Linked DNA regions of Gossypium hirsutum: region 1 is linked to region 2. Evidence: chromatin contacts called from public Hi-C data. All regions are on one chromosome and are shown on one strand. Each heading gives the region's core, a stretch centred on a gene start, on an enhancer-like site or on the middle of the called end of the contact. The rest is flanking DNA. Distances are from core to core; before and after follow the strand shown. Region 1 holds the start of LOC107919866. Region 2 holds the start of LOC107918264.

Region 1 (4,379 bases), core at 118-2,617, 230 kb after region 2:
TTCTCATATCAGTGTTCATGAAGGGGTTAGGAACTGAAATTTTCAAGACATGGTGATTTTCGACGGCAAACCCTTTCTTTTTTCCCTTATAATAGCTGAATGGGAGGGAAGGACTCATGCTCGGAATCTCCTTTAATGAAGCAAGGTAGGGGCCAGAAATAGTAGGCATTGCAAAGCATTTGAAGACCACAAAAAAGTAAGTATCTGCCACTCTCCTTAACTGAAAAATACGCACTTACTCGCTACTCAGTCTATGCTTCGTCACGCTGACTAATACAAGCAAAAAATGAGTACGCATATAAAATAATTCTGTACCTTTCAGTTTGTTGAAAACCCATTTTGCCTTCTCTTCAACGGTGTTTGAGAAAGTCTGCAGAAATTAACATTTCAGAGAAACTGAAAGGTAAAGGAGCATGAACTATAAATATACAAATGGACATTCGAAATCATGTTTCAATGTCTATTAGCATTAGTACTCTTCTTTAAAAGTTGAACTCAGTGGTGGCTTTTCCCAACTATATACTGATAAGATAAAACTAATTTAAACATCAGGTCTAAGGTGGTCTTTTGGTACTAGATAACTACAGTAATGCTAATGCAATGAAAGGACGATACTTAAAAACATCCATTGTTGAACCAAACCTTTGTCCTAAAACTCTAGAATCAATTTGAAATGTTTCCACATGTATAAGACAAACATATATGATAATTTGAAATCGGGGGGAATCCCACAGAAGTACAAGAAATTAAGCAAAAATCAAATCACTTGCAATACTATCTTCCAAGACAAAATGCAATCTTTATCATCTGAAATGAAGAAATGAATGTCCTACACATAAATCTTATCACAAAAATACATTTTCATCTCAGCCAAACATTTTATTTTTTTACAAATACGTTCATGTTTAGTTCATAACCCCATCTCTGAAATCAGTACTTTTTTGCTTAAAAGTAAAACCCCACAGATCTTGCATTACCTAACAATTCCATATACTATCAAAAGGTTATCCTTTTATCAACCCACATTACAAAATCCATAAACCAAAATACTAATACAAAGAAGAAAAAAGCAAAAAAAGAAACCCAAAAAAGAAGATTACTTTACTTACAGTCAGATCTGCAGTGATGTTAGAGAACTCTTCCTTAGCTTTCTTTGAGATCCATAACCCACCAACTTTCAAGCTCCCGACTTTAGTTAATGCTTTCTCCATTTTCTCCTTGTCTCTGCCTCTCACCAAAAGAGCAAAGCTTTCCCTCTTTTGCTCAGTGAGTTAAACGAAAGAAAAGCTAAAGGTGAAGGAACAAATCCCAAAAGCAACAGACAAATATTCATATGCTAGCTGTACATTGAAGAAGATGAAACAAAAAAGCGGCTGTCTTCTGGGTTGGGATTCTCGACCATTTAAATTTTTGTCAAGGGTGTTTATGTCATTTGAAAAATGACGGTGACAGTGCTAATCTGTTGTCTTTTTCCAGATTTTCTTCTATTTGAAAAATTTTCTGTTAATTTGTACCAATTATCCCATTTAAAAAATATTTTTTTTCTATTTCTGGAGATAATCTATTAAAATTACAGAACTGTCCTTAAATGAATTTATTTTGTGGGACACGAACACTTCAAAGTCACTACTTCAGTCACTTCTCTCAGCAGCCAAAAAGGTTGAAAATTGGAAAGAAAAAAAGGAAAGATGACAGTGTGATTGACAGAAGATTGTAAAAGTTCTCCAATTTTAATCTTTTTTATGTGCAAGAAGCTTAATAATTATGCTCTAATATTATAATATAATTAAGCTATGATTAAAACATGAGAGCTGCACATGGTAGGATCAAGATTCATTCATTTTCCAGCTCAAAAGTTGACAATGACAACCATTGTTTTAGAAGAAAGTTTTAAACACTATGTAAATCAAACTAAAATGAGTTTACAAAAAAGAAAAGCTGCCCTTCCTGAACTCAAATGAACGTATTACTAACACAAGCTTGAAGCTCACATTGCTGTTAGATGATCACATAGGAGGGACGAGTTCTTTTTCCGGATTCGAACCCTTCGCCTTCTTGATGAAGAACATTACTGGGTATTTGGAAAGCTGTGCTATAAATTAGAAAACTGAAATTCTGTAGTTTAACATGTAAAAGGTAGTGATGTTCATACACCCTTTGGTTTCCCCTTCCCTTGGTCAGTTGTGAGGGAAACTTTACATTAGTCCAACCGTCGCAACAAGTATTCAACTTGAACTTCCTTTGTTAAGGGCATGATCCAATCTCCGTAGAGATCAGCTACTAAACTTGGCTCGATTTTGTACACAGGATCTGGAACTGCTGCAACACCATTCAGTTGAAAGTTTAGCTCTTGACCATATGTTTTCGTTTTCATATCTACTCTCTTTTTCACTGCTGTTTCCACTGTTTCGTATGTTAGCAACTCCATCAATCGAGACCGGTCCTGTTAGGTGCAGTTCCGTAGGCAAAGAGGAAAGGAAGAAAATCTGTTAATTACGAATATGAAGCAGCCTAAACAAAAAGGATGAAGTAGGATAAATGTGAAAGGAACTTCACCTTTGCTCTAATGGCATCCTCATAAGTTTTAGGTGATTCTCGAAATTTCGCCTCTGCTACAAATTTTCCATAGTGAATTCTTTTTGAAAGCGCCTGTAAGGGGAAAAGTTGAAAAATAACCAAGGTTTCCAAAACAAAATTCCTTTAACATGTAAAGATAAATAGAAGCCTCCCTGGGAGGAAATAAAAGGGGCTAAAATTATAATAGGAACAAAGTAAACAAAGGAGACTTATGATGAAAACTAAAGGAAATTCTAAACTATTCCACCCTCCCTAAGAGGAAAGAGAAAGGAGGTTACAATAAAATATCCCATCTTCTATACTGTTTGAATGTTATCGATGAACAATGATTCACAATTTAAATCCAGGTAAGAGCAGCTAAGAATTGATGAAAGGAACAATTGCTTAAAGGCATACCTGCAAGCACATTGTATCACATACAGCAGTAGACCCACAATTACCATCATCTCCAGCTTCTACCAATCTTGGTAGAAGCTCTGCAAAATACATATTCCAAACCTTATTGTTTATGTTAATTGAAGCAGCACAGTGATGCAAAACCTAGTATCAAACAAAAGAAATGTCCAATGGTTAACGATATGTCCTGCAACACAACCTTGACAGTCAATAAGGTATCAAGATATTTAAAAGATCCAATGGCAGCTCAGTATGTTGAATCAGTTAAGATTTTTAATGTAGGACTAGTTTATTAGTGTAATTCAAGCTTAGGCAAAAGTTATGAATAGAAATACTCATCAAAGTGATGATATCAGTCAAGGATTTAGTGAGGCACGATATGCTGGCATTAGGCGATGAAACATTGAACTGAAACAAAAACATTACTTCTCATCAAGTTCTAAACCATGATGCACAATTAACAATGTATACAGAGCAGAATTTCCTGTATAATTAGCATGCTCATGGGAAACATGTGTTGCTGATTTTGCTAGATAAAATGTTTGATGCACGATACTATATTGTTGGCTGTAGTTTACCAAATCCACAATGCTAACTTTTATGAAGCGTTTACTTCTTATGAACCAAATTGTGAATTCCAGTACCCCAGTCATGTAAAAATAAATTACAGCATATTGTAAATGCAAGGCTGGTTAAGTAACGGCTTGCAAAACTTAGTGGGATCACAAGAGATGGGAAGTGCAAGGATGAAATATGAGTGTTAACCGGAACCTATCAAACTAAAGTTTTAGGTCATATGGTTGACTATCATGGAATATCAAACTTTGGCATTTGTTTATTGTTTTACATAACTTTAAGCATACCCACAGCTTAAGAGTAGATCATTGATGAAAAAGAAACAAGAGTCGCTTCCAATTAATTATATGTTAAATATTAGTGTTAACATGAACCTATCAAACTAAAGCTTCAAGTCATATGGTTGGCTAACATGGAATATCAAACTTTGGCTTTTTTTCTTTTGTTGTTTTACATACTTTAAGCATGCCCACACCTTAAAAGTAGGAAGTATTATAAAGTAGGATCATTACTGATTAAGAAATCGTGAGTCACTTCCAATTATTCATATGTTAACATCTAAAAGTCTGACCTTTGGATATTGCAAAGGTGGAAGCATTGGCTCGGGTAGATATGATGGGAAGAAAGGGTGTTCATCAGGACTTTTATATCTGCCAACCTATTCACATAGAAAAATCATCAGAATGTTGTATACATGATTTAATCTGTTTACCTAACATCTTCTCCACATAGAGAACACTACCTGAGCATGGAGCCTTTCGGTTTCCCGAACCATGAACTCAACCAAAGACAAAGACCCATGAAATCCATCCATGGAGAATGAATCTTGC
Region 2 (3,870 bases), core at 653-3,152:
CATCAAGAATTTTTTTATGAAAATTTGTTCAAACAAGTTTGCTTTATTTTCAAATGGTTTACTTGTTCGGGTATTGGGAAGTCTAAAACCCTCGTGGTCTACCGACAGATGATTGAGGCATGTAGGATAAAATAAATTAAAAATAAAAAATAGCTTTTATTTAAAAAAAATATTAGATCCTACTGAAAAATATAATTACATACAAATAATTACAAACTAACCTTATAAACTCAAACTTGATTTTTGAAGTCTAAAACACAAATATTTCTTCTTTTCTTTTCTGTTTTCTCCCTTTCTACTAAACATAAATCTTTCCTCTTTTTTCTTCTTCTCTTCAATAGAAAGCAAAAACTTCAACTCAAACAAAATATTTAAACAGAAACCCAAAACTTCAATAGAATTGGTGGGGTGGGGGTGGGTATAAATACTAGTTGGTACATCTTGATAGCATCGCGAAACTACTGGTGTCACCTAACATGTTGGTAGCACCACTAATAATTTTTTTTTCGATTTTCATTTTTTCCCTAACAACCTTTTTTTTAAATGTACAAGTGTCGTCTGACACACTGGCGACACTCATAAAAAATAATTTTTTTTAAATTATCAATGGTGTTGCCAAACACACCGACACCTATTAAAAATGTATATTTTTAAAAATTATTAGTGGCGTTGTCTGATGCATCGGTAGCACCTATTAAAAAATAATTTATTTTGAAATTATCAGTGTTGTCACATGATACACCGACGATACCTATTAAAAATATTTTTTTTCTGTCTCAACTTTTTTTGACACTGTTTTTTTTAATTCATTGGTGTTGCTTGACACACTGATGACACCCATTAAAAAATATTTTTTTCTTGTCTCAGCTTTTTATCTGACATTGTTTTTTTTTAAATTCACCGGTGCCGCCTGACAAACTGGTGACTCCATTACAATTTTTTTTTACCATATATACTCGTATTTTCAAGGACATTTTAGAAAAATACATATCAATGTTACCTGGCACAGTGTCGGCACTAATAAAAGATTATGTTTTTCTTTAAAACATATGATTACATAATGATTGGCTAAAAAAGGAGGGTGGTGCCACCAATGTGTCAGGCTACACCGACGGGTACTGTAACAAACAACATATTTTCATAAATAATTTATCCTCCAATTTATTTTCGTAATTAATTAATTTTTTATATTATTTATATAAAAAACTCTCATATTTTAGTCACTATTATTTGAATTAATCACTTTCGTTACAAATTTTAATAATCCATTAATGAATTACTCACTTGAGACGTTAACCCATTGAATTAACCCATTGAATAATAGAAAAGTGATATTTTATTTTTTGTTTGGGACCTCTCTCTCTTTTTTTTTTCTCTACTGCTCAACAACCACCATCTCCATACAGCATCTTCAAGCCTCCTATCACTTATCCTCACCTGAGTCAGAGTCAAAGCCACCCAAATTCCCCCACCGTACCCATCTCCACCGCAGCTCTGTTTAGGGAACTTAAGAATTATGTCCTGAAATCTGTATTAATCATCATTCTCATAACAATTACTTGACTTCATCCATGCTTTCATTAAGCAGATCAGGCAATGAGATATGCACGTGTGTGTGTGTGAGTGCCAATGTTGAAGAAGCTTCTTCACCTTGGATAGTTTTGAGCTGCGCAGGTGTACACTTCTTCAAGTCAAGCTTCCAGCTTTTAGACGCCTTACTTTTTGTCAGCAGCACTGGGAACCAAAATCTTCTTAATTTGATCAAAGTTTAATATGTAGAGATCCTAAGATTCAATTACTCTCAATGAGTTAACCACGTGAGCCTATCTTAATTAAGGCAATTAAATTTAAAAATAATTAAAATAAAATAAATTCTATTTTAAAATGAGTATAGTGTAGTTTATCCTAGTTTAATCAATCAAAAGCCCAATTGGTTTTTATAAAGAAAATCCCAATTTTGTAAAAGATTTAGGCCGCAAATTCCAAAAATGGTAGTCACCTGTTGAATCTGATTTCCTCCATGTCCAGTGTTGACAACTATTTCCCAATCTTGAAAACCCCAAAACATAAAAAAGCAAAGCCCATTTTCAATCCGTTACAGACTAACGAACGCCGGCACGATGGCATAGCACCTCAAAAAATGGCAGCTAACTTCTTCAGACATACCCTTTGTTTTGCCATGCCAATGCTATAACATCCAAATTCGTACGTTTTTTTTTTCTAATAACCAATCTTTCTTTTCTTCTTCTTCCATAAAAGACTTGTTTTTTTTAACACTCGAGAATTTCCCTCCAATCCCACAATCTTCATGCTTTTCACTTTTACTGTGTTTTCTTCGTGAACTTCTCGGGGATTACAAAGGTGCGTCAAGCTCTTGCAGATCTGATTTACACTTCTGTTTTATATAATTTCCTGTGTTTGTTTAGCTGCTGGGGTCGATATCTTTTCTGGGTTTTGATTAACGAAAATGGAAACTGGTAGCGTACGAATGAGATCAGATCATTTAGAGAAAGAAGGATCTAAGGAAACCCATGAAGAAAGTTTTGAGCTAGAATCATCCTATGATGTTAGTGATGATAACCACCAATTCCATTCGATGAATGCATTAGAGATCTTAAGAGAAACTGTTAGGATTTTACGGTACAATTCGTCCAGTTTTTTTATCATTGCAGTTTTGTTTATTTGCCCTGTATCTTTGGTCTTTATGTCTAATTTGTTAGTTGATCATTCCATTGTGAAGAGATTAACTGTTAGGCTTTTGTTAGTTGCCAAAACCTGTGGACTCCCATTGAAGCCTTTCATCAAACAGTCGTCACAAAGGTTCGCCGAGTCGGCTGTTTCCTCCGCAATGTGCTTCCCTTTGTTCATCACATTGTCTTTGTTATCCAAGGCTGCGGTGGTTTATTGTGTAGATTGTACTTACTCGAGGAAACCGGCCGATGCTTCAAAGTTTTTCACGATAATCCTAAAGTTTTGGAGGCGGCTCGTTTGCACATATGTGTGGATGTGTACGGTTATTGTTGCTTGTGTGACCACTTTCTTTGTTTTCCTTGTTGTGGCATGTAGCTTGCTTTCTGTTGTTGGCTTTGCACCTGACTTGATTGTGTATGCGGTGATAATGATGGGGCTAGTGTTCTCGGTTGCCTTCGCGTATGCCATTGTTGTTTGCAATATCGGGATTGTAATCTGCGTGTTGGAGGAAGTTTCAGGACCGCAGGCAATGCTTCGGGCCGGTGTTCTTATTAAGGGGCAGACTCAAGTTGGTCTCTTGATATTTCTTGGATCTACAATTGGTTTAGCATTTGTGGAAGGGTTGTTTGAACATAGAGTAAAAGTATTAAGTTATGGAGATGGGTCTTCTAGGATCTGGGAAGGGCCTCTGTTGGTAATAATGTATTCGTTTGTGGTGCTCATGGATTCCATGATGAGTACGGTTTTCTATTTCAGTTGCAGATCGTACACTATGGAAGCCTCGGATGGTGAATGTCAATCAATATTGGATACACCATAACCACCTTTGCCAAATTGTTTTGTGTTGATGACCATTGCTATGTCCATTGTTATGCTATCAGCTAATATTTATCGAGTTCTAACAAGAAAATAGCATTACTTGGGAATACTGATGAAGATGAATTTGTTGTTGTTTCATCAAAAACTCGAGCAAGATGGGTTTTAGCAGCTCATACTATGCTGAAGATGATTCTCCAACTCTTCCATAGACATACATGGTTCAGGTGCATAAAATTTCTTGTGATCTACTACTAGCCATGGAATAAAAACAAAGTTAATACAATAATTTGATTGAATATAAGCTGCATAGAACTATTCATCAATTATCCAAAGGGTTCCATATCAAATTGTTGGACCTTT

The links. A called contact is a pair of places that touch in the nucleus more often than the background predicts.
Region 1: a contact with region 2 is called in a Hi-C map of leaf, with 3 times the contacts expected there. The contact joins the promoter of LOC107919866 here to the promoter of LOC107918264 in region 2. A contact is called at or near these places in 2 of 34 Hi-C or Micro-C datasets (both in leaf).

The regions. Positions count from the first base shown.
Region 1 is chrD13:15,565,001-15,569,379 of Gossypium_hirsutum_v2.1, forward strand. It overlaps LOC107919866, which reads right to left and starts at 1,368. Exons shown (of 3, transcript XM_016849269.2): 1 at 1,110-1,368; 2 at 316-370. The coding sequence starts at 1,211. LOC107919863 (protein RETARDED ROOT GROWTH, mitochondrial) reads left to right here. Exons shown (of 7, transcript XR_001690468.2): 7 at 1-449. It overlaps LOC107919865 (chorismate mutase 3, chloroplastic), which reads right to left. Exons shown (of 6, transcript XM_016849268.2): 2 at 4,292-4,379; 3 at 4,121-4,207; 4 at 2,974-3,117; 5 at 2,557-2,649; 6 at 1,822-2,443. The coding sequence ends at 2,201.
Region 2 is chrD13:15,335,711-15,339,580 of Gossypium_hirsutum_v2.1, forward strand. LOC107918264 reads left to right here and starts at 1,903. Exons shown (of 2, transcript XM_016847787.2): 1 at 1,903-2,205; 2 at 2,427-3,870. The coding sequence starts at 2,468. The coding sequence ends at 3,511.